Regions from separate parts of the Mus musculus genome. Here region 2 is linked to region 1. Evidence: chromatin contacts called from public Hi-C data. All regions are on one chromosome and are shown on one strand. Each heading gives the region's core, a stretch centred on a gene start, on an enhancer-like site or on the middle of the called end of the contact. The rest is flanking DNA. Distances are from core to core; before and after follow the strand shown.

Region 1 (4,554 bases), core at 380-2,879:
ATTCTGTCAATTGTGCCCAGCAGGTGCCTCACCTAAAGGCAGAATGGACAGATGAAGAGAAGAAACGATGAAGGGAAAGAGAAAAGGAGAGATAAATGACAGACGGAAGGTGGAAAGGAGCAGCCCATGGGCTCCCAGCTGCTCTAAAGGAATCCTAAGAACTCATAATAAATTACCCACATGCCATTTGAACTGAGAACCAACAAATCCTGTCATGTAGACTGATGAATAGAGACAGTGACTAAAGAATTAAAATGTTCAAATAAGGAGGTTATCTGTTCCTTTCCCAACTCTTCATTACCAGGGTCAATGTCTTAACACAGTAACTCCACAAAGGCTGAGCTTTTAAATATATCACTTACACTAGAGGTCCCACTAACTTTGGATTATAAAATGCATAATCTCTATCTCCAAAATACCTTTGTCCAGCAATCAAAAGCAAACAAACAAAGAAAGGAGATATTCTCAGTAGACATTTCTACTATATTCAGATGCCCAGGGACAATTCTTGTGTCTTGCTTTCAGCACTATGCGGGCTTTTCTGGTTGGAGCACAGTCACTACAGGGCAAGGGCCTTAACAGAGATTCTCAAATTTTCTGACAATTTGCTCCCAGGAGCAAACAAACTTTCCTTTCAGTGTGACAGAAGACATCAGTGTTAAGGAAATATTTGGGTGAAACGTTTCACCCATTTGGCTATAGAAAAATAGTTACCCACAAGCACACACATCAATTTATGCTTTGGGAGACGTTTATCTGACACAGGTTAAGTCAGAGGAAGTCAGTGAGCGAAAGGACATACATTTGAATGGCAAATACAGACTGCACATCATCTTGTTGAGATTTTCTCATAAGAATAGCAATTTTCAAGTGCTACAGTAGCCCCCTTTACAGGGGGAAAAAAAAGACATGTACTTTGCAAACTTTGCATGTTAATTTTACAATCTTTCTGAGGCATGAAGCAAAATCTGCATTCGAGTGTCGAATTTAAGATTGTAAGAAAGGAAAGTAACAGAGAGAGATTCTTATCATTCCAACTTCTTTTTGAAAGGTTACATTTCTAGAGCATTGTCCTCCCCAAACAACAAGATAGTACAAAATATTTAAAATAGTACAACTTAGCTAACGGAGAGAAGCAAGAGGAATGCAGCTGAGAATTCTGTGACCCAAAAGGTGGCAGAGAGTGACAAAAAAAAATCATCCATAGTGTATTAGTTATGAGTTAAGCCCCCTTAACTGATTTATTTTGCCACTTTTTTGTTCAAGTAACCTATTTAAAAATGCATCCCTACACAGAGCACCCCTATTATTAATAGTCAATGCACAGTTCAACCTGTCAAGTTTTCCCAGCCTCACTTTTGCAGGGCTTTTTTTTTTTTTAAGGAAAAAATTTAAAAAGCAAAGGCATTTCGCAGGGCACCCGCTGCCAGACACCCAGCATTTATCTTATCTCACTTGATGACTTTCCTTTTATCCTGAAATGATTTGACAATGACTCTATGATTTCCTGTACAAATTACCCTTTGAAAGTGGCGGTGGCGCTTGGCAGCGATCTTCACTTAATTACTGAGTGGATTATTAGCATACGGCTCCCCCCCTCTTCATTTCTTTATATCTTCTAGATTGCGTTGACAGTTCCCTTTCATTGCCTGCTTTAACTCACTGAATACTAAACATTATGCAGATTGCAGCTGAGAAGTGCCCAGGCTACTCCAAAGCCCTAGTCTGTACCAAGACCTTTTTGATGGAAAGTAATTTACAGGTCAGAAATCAATAGTGAGTCTGGAAAGTGCATCTGTGGGTTCTCTGAATTTAGATTGGGGTTGAGGTGGATCAGAGCACTAATGTTCAAAAGTGAATATCCCTTCTCAATTTTTCCATTTAAAAAAAAAAACTACAATAAAACAATTAGTTTTGTTGCTTCCTTTAATAGCCTCTCTCCGTCTTTAAATAGTCTAAGATAGTGAGCTTCTATTTTCTTTTCAGCTCCTTATGTTGCCACCCAAGTTGATGGGAGGGGGTTAATGAGTCCCTGTTTTCAGAAATGATCCTTCTTCAGTCCATCAAGCTAGGGGGCTAGTAAGTTGACCTCCTTGGTCTGTGCAGAGTGTGATTGTTTGCTGAGGTAAAACAAATGTGAGTGATAAATTGCAAAGCTCTCTCCAGCATGCTCAGAAGGAGCCTTCTTTCTCGTCTGTCTTGGCTCCCATCTTTTGGCAGAAATTTGCACATATGTCAGACATTCTCTCTCCAGATCTTTATGCTCTCCTCCCCCCAACTGCATGCAAAAGCATCGTCCACATTTCTTAGGCTGTAGTAGGGACATGAACCCCCTTCCCATCTCAACCTTATGGTATGGTTTAGAGTTGGTTTTTTTTGTTTGTTTGTTTTGTTTTGTTTTGTTTTCCATCTCTTTTTGGGAGGAGAATACAATACATGAGTAATCTCGGGGCTTGGTAGAAGTGACACCAAAGCTATAGGAGTCAGCACGGTGGGGGAGAACAGCTGGGTGCTGACTATGTCATCTCCATTCCAGGACTATCAACCACCAGCTTTATTCTTCTAGTGTTACATCTGCTATGAAATTTGGGTCTTCCAGGTGGCAGCCCAACATGCTGTCCAGTGCGATCAGGCCATTTAAATGCTTTGAGCTAATGCTGCAGATCCATTTTCTAAACAAGTTAGCAGATACCATATGCAGCAATTAAAGTTTTATTGAGTGGTGCCTGCTTACCATACTGAATTTGGATTGGCTACCATCTGTCGGAAAGCCTGTGGTACCATCCCCATTGCTTGAGAGAGCATTTGTAAGGATAGAAGATTTTTCTCAACTTCAGAAGAAGCTACTCAGATTTTTTTTTAACACGCAAACCTACAAAAGTAGGATTTTCTCAAATTAAGAGAACCAGACCTCTAGATGTTAGCACAGAATGTGCTATTAAACATAATGTCCAGGAGTGTGGAGTCTTGTAACATCTGCCCTGATTTGTTTTTAATATATTGTTCCCTCCACAATTCTCAGAAACACTTTCCATAGATAACACAGTAAACCCAAATTAGAATTAGGCAAAAATATAAGCACTGTTTCTGTCAACATTAACATAGTATCCTTCTTGTATAATAATAATAATAATAATAATAATAATAATAATAATAAGAAGAAGAAGAAGAAGAAGAAGAAGAAAGTTATCTAAAACTCTGGTAACTGAAGCTAGAGGAAGATAAAGCTATGTAATACCAATTGCCTGGACAAACAAGTTTGAATAAAGCATTTATTACATGTAAATAATGTTTGAATACTCAAGGTGTGATGTATACTAATATGTTGTTAATACATGAGGGGTTCTCAGACAACAGACAACAGATCCTTTGTGAAGGATCAAAGGGAAAGACATATTATACAAGTGGTTCTCAACCTTCCAGTGCTGCAACACCTTAATACAGTTCCTCGTGTTGTGGTGACGCCCAACCATAAAATTATTTTCGTTGCTACTTCATAATTGTAATTTTACTACTGTTTTGGATTGTAATGCAAATAAATATGGGTGTTTTCCAATGACCTTTGGGTGTCACAACCCACAGGTTGAGAAGCACTGAATTATAGTCAAACCCAAAGCCCTATTAGAATTATGAGAGAAGAAAGAATCCATTATTAGTAGTATAGAACATGCTGGTATTTTGTGCACCCCTTTCTTTAAGAGAAAAAGGCATGTGATCTTGCTTCTTTTAGTTCTAATTTAAGAATTTCTAGGCTAAATGTTTAACTTTCAAGAACATTTAGAATAAGACATCAATCCAGTTTCATTCTGTTGGCTCCCTTAGAATATCCAGCAGCATTCACTGGGGTTTTCTTACGCGTTAGGTATTACGGGGCACTGTCAAATTCATGTAAATAACAAGTCCACAGAATGTAAAATCAAGGTCAGAAAACCTCAGAACTCTTCCTCCATGACTAGCAAAGACACTCATTTATGCAACTCCTTTTCTGACCTCCTCCCCCTCTCTATGCAGTAGTTTATCTGTCTTGTTATTGCACAAGTCTTGTCCGTGCAATCAAAGCTTGTGTGAATTTGTGTGAAATAGCCATGTCATGCACAGAAAACACTGCGATCATTTACTGCCCCAGCTTGTGCAATTTATCTGCCTCGTCTCCTTAAGCCTTGGGAGGAAAAAGTTGAATATGCTTTCATCCCTTATTCTCTGCAATTGACCAACTGAGGGTCTCTGTGTAAAATTGCCACCTACTGCAAAAAAGAAGACTCACTGATAAAGTTGAGAGATTTACTTCTCTATAAGTGTAGCAATAAGCCATTAGGAGTTGATTTAATGCTATCTACTTAGAGGGTTAGTAGTAGGGCCTATGAACTACTCAGCCATGGGATCATAATCTCATTAGTCCCAAGAGGGATGAGCTTCATCTTGTGAGAAAGTGGCAAGTTCATATGATTGACAGTGACCATACCTTGCCAGGTCAGTTGCTACTGTAGGTCACATGCTCCACAGCTGGATAAGACTGTTAATAACTTTTCACCCTTAGTAGTACATATAGCACCT
Region 2 (4,492 bases), core at 1,925-4,424, 180 kb after region 1:
CTTGTTTTTCTCTTTGTTAATGCAGCCCAGCTTAAATGAGTGTCTTTATTGGGTCGGTTAGAATATCTGAAACTATTAATTCTCCTGTATTGAATAGCTGGTGGCAGGCCAGAGCAGATGGGGTAGGCGAGTATTTGGTTGGGTGTATTGCTTTCAATCAGGATCAATGAGGTTCCAGATCCTTTGAATGAACTCACTTAGTCCCCACGGCGTGCAGCCCTTGCAGACTATCACACAACAGCCAGCAAGAGGTTGCAGAGGGAGATGGGGACGAAACCCTGGAAAAGCTTTTGCTCAAACTCTCTCTCCTCCAGGGTGGAGATCTCTCATTTGCTGCAGATAGTGTCACTGGATGGCTGGTCTCTGTGGCTGAGTCAGATATGAACAAAGGAGAGATGTGTGTAGTGTGGTGCTGTTCTACTGTGGAATTGGCACAGAACTGCTGTGCTTTGATGAAGAAGAACCCAGAGTTATCGCCCCAAACCTACTGATTTTTTTTAATGCGTCTAACATTTCATTATTGGCTAAATTCGTTGATTTGCAAAGTAATGATTTAGACAAATGTCTTTCTAAAACTGCCCTTTAAAAAGTAGACTTTCCACTAAGTTAAAAGTCAGGTATTGCTGCACCTTTTTAGAAAAAGCACTTCAGTGGTCATTAAAGTGTTCTGGGTTGTTCTGAATGTATTTTAATTTTATAAAGTCTGTATTGATGGGGACACAGGGCAGGGCTCTGTACTGGAGCAAACTTTCCTAGTACACACTCCGTTTCTCGTTGTTTGCCTATGTAACTGCATTAATCATGCTATTGATTGTCTATTTTTATTATACAGTTTGGATGTTAGAGATCTTGGCTCTTTGTACTCATTTTATTAAAGGGAAAGTTATTTCTGCCTAAGTAACTGTATCTATACATGTCCAGGTTTCCCAGTTCAGGGAGAGATGCCAAATGGGGCTGCAGCTTTGCCTGTCTCTAGGTGAAAGCAAGGGACAGACTCCTTGAGAAAACGCTGAACCAGCCTCAGATGCATGCTCAGCCAGGCCCTTTTTGCAATCAGACTTGAAGGTGAGAATCTCCGGGGATCCAGGTTTTGTTGACGTGGATCAATTTAAAGTGGCAATTACTGTAGTCAGATAACAGCTTAAAAAGCCTTTTTACACATAGAAAAGATACATAATCACACAGCATATGGAAGTTCAATTTTCTGAGCTGTAGTTTCAGGCCTTGGAGTGTACCGATATTAAGACCCAGTTTTGAAACCAGATATCATCCAGTTTTCTTGACGTGTATTGCATTTTGTCATATGACTTTCTATTTTAGAAGTGATTCACCGTGCATATTGATGAAAGGTTGGGTGCCCCACTGTGAAAATGTTTTCTTTCTTCCATAGGTATAGTATTAAAGAAAAAAAAAATTGGTGTGTAGCATTGAATGGCTTTTCAAAACTACTCCTTAAAAAAATGGAAGTCTTCAGATTTAGGATTCTGGATTCCATAAAGGCCCTTATGCCAGCACTTAATTGGTGATCACACTCATGCATGCTATAACAATTTCTGTCACAAGAATGTTTGAGCTTGCTGCTTAACAGAACTGAAATCCATTACACAGAACCTCATTACAAGTGACACCCAACTAAGATGAACAAAAAGATTGCCCTCATAAATAGAGTGTAGTATACTATTCTTGACAGAACAGAGTAATCACTATGAATTGTCGTCTTTTTACAAGTTGTCTCTGACAGAGATGGATTTTTGAGGGGTTCACTGGCTGAAGCAGCCCTTCTCAGGTTCAGCGTTCAGGGGCTGTAGAAGTTCTTACTGATCGATGCTGTTTATCAAAGATGATATATTTTTCGTTTGTGCAAGGTGTGTGTTGTGTGCATGTGCTCTGAAGCCCTCTCAGGCGAAGGGACAGGGAGGCAGTGGGTAGAGGTCAAAATCACTGCCTGTTTTCAGATGGGGTCTGTTAGTAGTTCTTGAAGGCAGCAAGGAGGGGAGAAAAATCAACCTGATGAAAGCTTATGGAAAATGTCGAATAAGCAAAGGACACATGGACCACTGCCAGAATAGCAAGAGTTAAAGGGGCCGGTCCCTCTTCATGGTCACTGAGCTGGCTGGCTGGTCAGTCCTGAGTAGAATTGTTTAGTAGAATTGTGTGTGTCTAGTGGATTGGCTGTACACTGGAAAGGTAGAGAGCCCAAGGGCTTGACCACCATGTGAGCCCTGTTGTTAAAACAAACAATCAAACACAGACCCAGAGAAGAGTTCCCAAGTGTTAAATTGTGAAGAAGAGTTTTAGAAGAGAATAATGTTTTCCTTCTGCCTGGCATCTTTGTGTGTTTAGAAACAGGCGGGCAAGGCAGGCAGGCAGGCAGGCTTGTGTTTCTCCTATGAGGCAAGGATGTTTTACAAAGGACTGAAGACACACTGCTGGGAAGGAAATAGGCAGCTTTAGATAAAGCACTGTAACAAAGGCTCCCAGTTTTATATATCATGGTGTCCATTAAAGCTTAATAGGGAAGAGTCCATTGAACCAGGCTGGGTATGTGTTATTCACAGTCAGGAGAAACATTTAAGGGTGTCTCCCCCCCCAGCCCCCCTTGCACCCCCCCCCCCAGCACCCCTTCCCAAAAAGGCATGATTGTTTAGCTTTTGAAAAGGCATTACAATGAAGAGTTTGTTTTTGTCTCCTGTGGATCTCTATGTAAAGTAGAGGAAAGTAAGCTGAAAGTGTTTGGAGCAAATCAACCTGGGAGCCCAGTGGATTGAAAGCACTGTAGTGAACTAAAAACGGTTAGATTCTGCCTCAGAAAAAAAGTGTTCTGTTTGACCCACGCTACTGGGAAGCTGGAAGTGTTCTGCTCATACTTTGTGCTGGGCGATGAACTGGCACAGCCCGGTCTTACAAGAGGTTTTTAGGTTGTTTGGGGTTTCCAGATCAATAAAAAAAGCTTTGTGGTCTGTGCCCTTGTTTGTTTTAAACCAAACTTCCCAGTAATGCCTGTTAAAATTAGAAGATGAAGGACAGCTTTCAGTGTGAGTTGGGGTCAGGTCAACATTGCCATCTTTTGGCAAAATAAGGGTTAACTTGGAGCTGGGAAGGGGTGGTGATAGTGAATGAATTATTCAGCATTTAGCTTATCTTTCTGCATTTCACTTTCTGCTTTTTGGTGCTCTGGAACTGGGGCAGGAGGAAGAGTGGAGAAAGGGAGACAGGAGTTGTGATACTTTGTACACACGTCCCTGTCATTGTTCTGCCTGAAGAGACAGGGCTGGGTTCAAGGCCACATGTGTTCCTGTCATCCTGCACATTTCTGCTCCAAGTGCAATCCGGAGTGTCAGCTCTCCATCTGTCTCTGCCTGGCAGGCGCACGCGCCCAGCACCCTGCCTCGGGCCATGCCGCCCCAGCCCCTCTGATGGCCCTCCTCTCCACCGCCCCGCACATTCCAGAACAGGAGGCATGAGCCCGCATCGCGCTCCCTCTTAACACAGAGTTGCTTTCAGTGTGTTACACGCTGGATTCCGGGATGCCTGGTGAGTGAGTCCTCTTTTCTTGCAAGGAAGGAAGCTTTACTTTCTGTAACGCGTGGAAAATGCCGACTGCACCACGACTGCTGTACTGGATGAGGGCAGGGAGAGGCTGTGGGGTGATAGAGGTGTGATTGGGAGGTGACACAAAGAAAGCTGGATTTAGGGGTGTAGGATATGGGGAGATACTCCTTTGAAACTGAGGGGAAGGAAGCCGTGGATGTTTGCCTGAGCAGTTTACACAGGGGATTAGCTCCACTGAGAAGTGTTTTCTGTTCTGGGTCTCTGGACTATCATCTGTACTTCTTTGCTGGTTATTTGCCTGTGGAGAGAGTTTTTAGATTATGGTAGAATTCTTGGAGAACGTCTTTGAAGAGCTGTTTATGTCAAAGAAAATGAAGGCAGCTTTGGCACTAGAAGGAATTTCTCGCTCTAAATCATAGTCCTTAGATGTTATCATGTAAGTAATTGAAATCGGGTCATTTAGAAGAAGTATGCTGAATTAGTGACATTCCTGTGTCCCTGGAAATTTAGTGTATGACAATTCTCCAGAAAAATATTATCTTTGGAAACTGAAGTGTTTCTGTGATTGCTGCCAGGGAAAACTGTGTTTGTGAAGCCTGCTGCAGGAGAAGGGCTGTCTCTGCTGCTCTCCAGAACTCTCTAAATTGTCCTGTGCCGAATGCAGAGCAGATAAAGGCAGGGCACACAGAGATCCTCCAGCTGGCTGGCGCATGCAGATTATTTGGGTAGGGCAGGCAGAAGAGGCCGTGCTTGGTCAGAGTTTGCACACCTCCCAGATGGTGTTTTGAAACATTATCTGCCAGCTTTCTGAAACCACAGTTGTGTGTAGGTATCGCCAGTTGTTTGAAGAGTGTTTTCCCTTTAGGATACGTCTTGGAGTCTGCTCTCCTCGTTATTGATATGTGTGCAGAAAGGACAAGTTTGCCCAGGATTGCACTTC

Evidence for each region. A called contact is a pair of places that touch in the nucleus more often than the background predicts.
Region 2: a contact with region 1 is called in a Hi-C map of cortical neurons, with 4 times the contacts expected there. The contact joins the promoter of Runx1t1 here to the enhancer-like site in region 1. A contact is called at or near these places in 2 of 39 promoter capture datasets (embryonic stem cells and stem cell-derived epiblast-like cells), 1 of 484 Hi-C or Micro-C datasets (cortical neurons), 1 of 115 datasets of contacts at active chromatin or transcription factors (embryonic basal ganglia) and 1 of 9 other capture datasets (liver).

What each region holds. Positions count from the first base shown.
Region 1 is chr4:13,598,337-13,602,890 of GRCm38.p6, forward strand. No RefSeq gene overlaps it. Among named protein-coding and RNA genes, the nearest start is that of Gm36488, 14 kb to the left of the region's middle. Within about 2 kb of position 1,630, at least 18 of the 459 cell types and tissues checked have an H3K27ac peak or open chromatin away from gene starts, as enhancers often do. A contact at or near this core is called in cortical neurons and embryonic basal ganglia, where this site is marked.
Region 2 is chr4:13,781,608-13,786,099 of GRCm38.p6, forward strand. Runx1t1 (RUNX1 translocation partner 1) reads left to right here and starts at 3,175. Exons shown (of 11, transcript NM_009822.3): 1 at 3,175-3,534. The coding sequence starts at 3,528.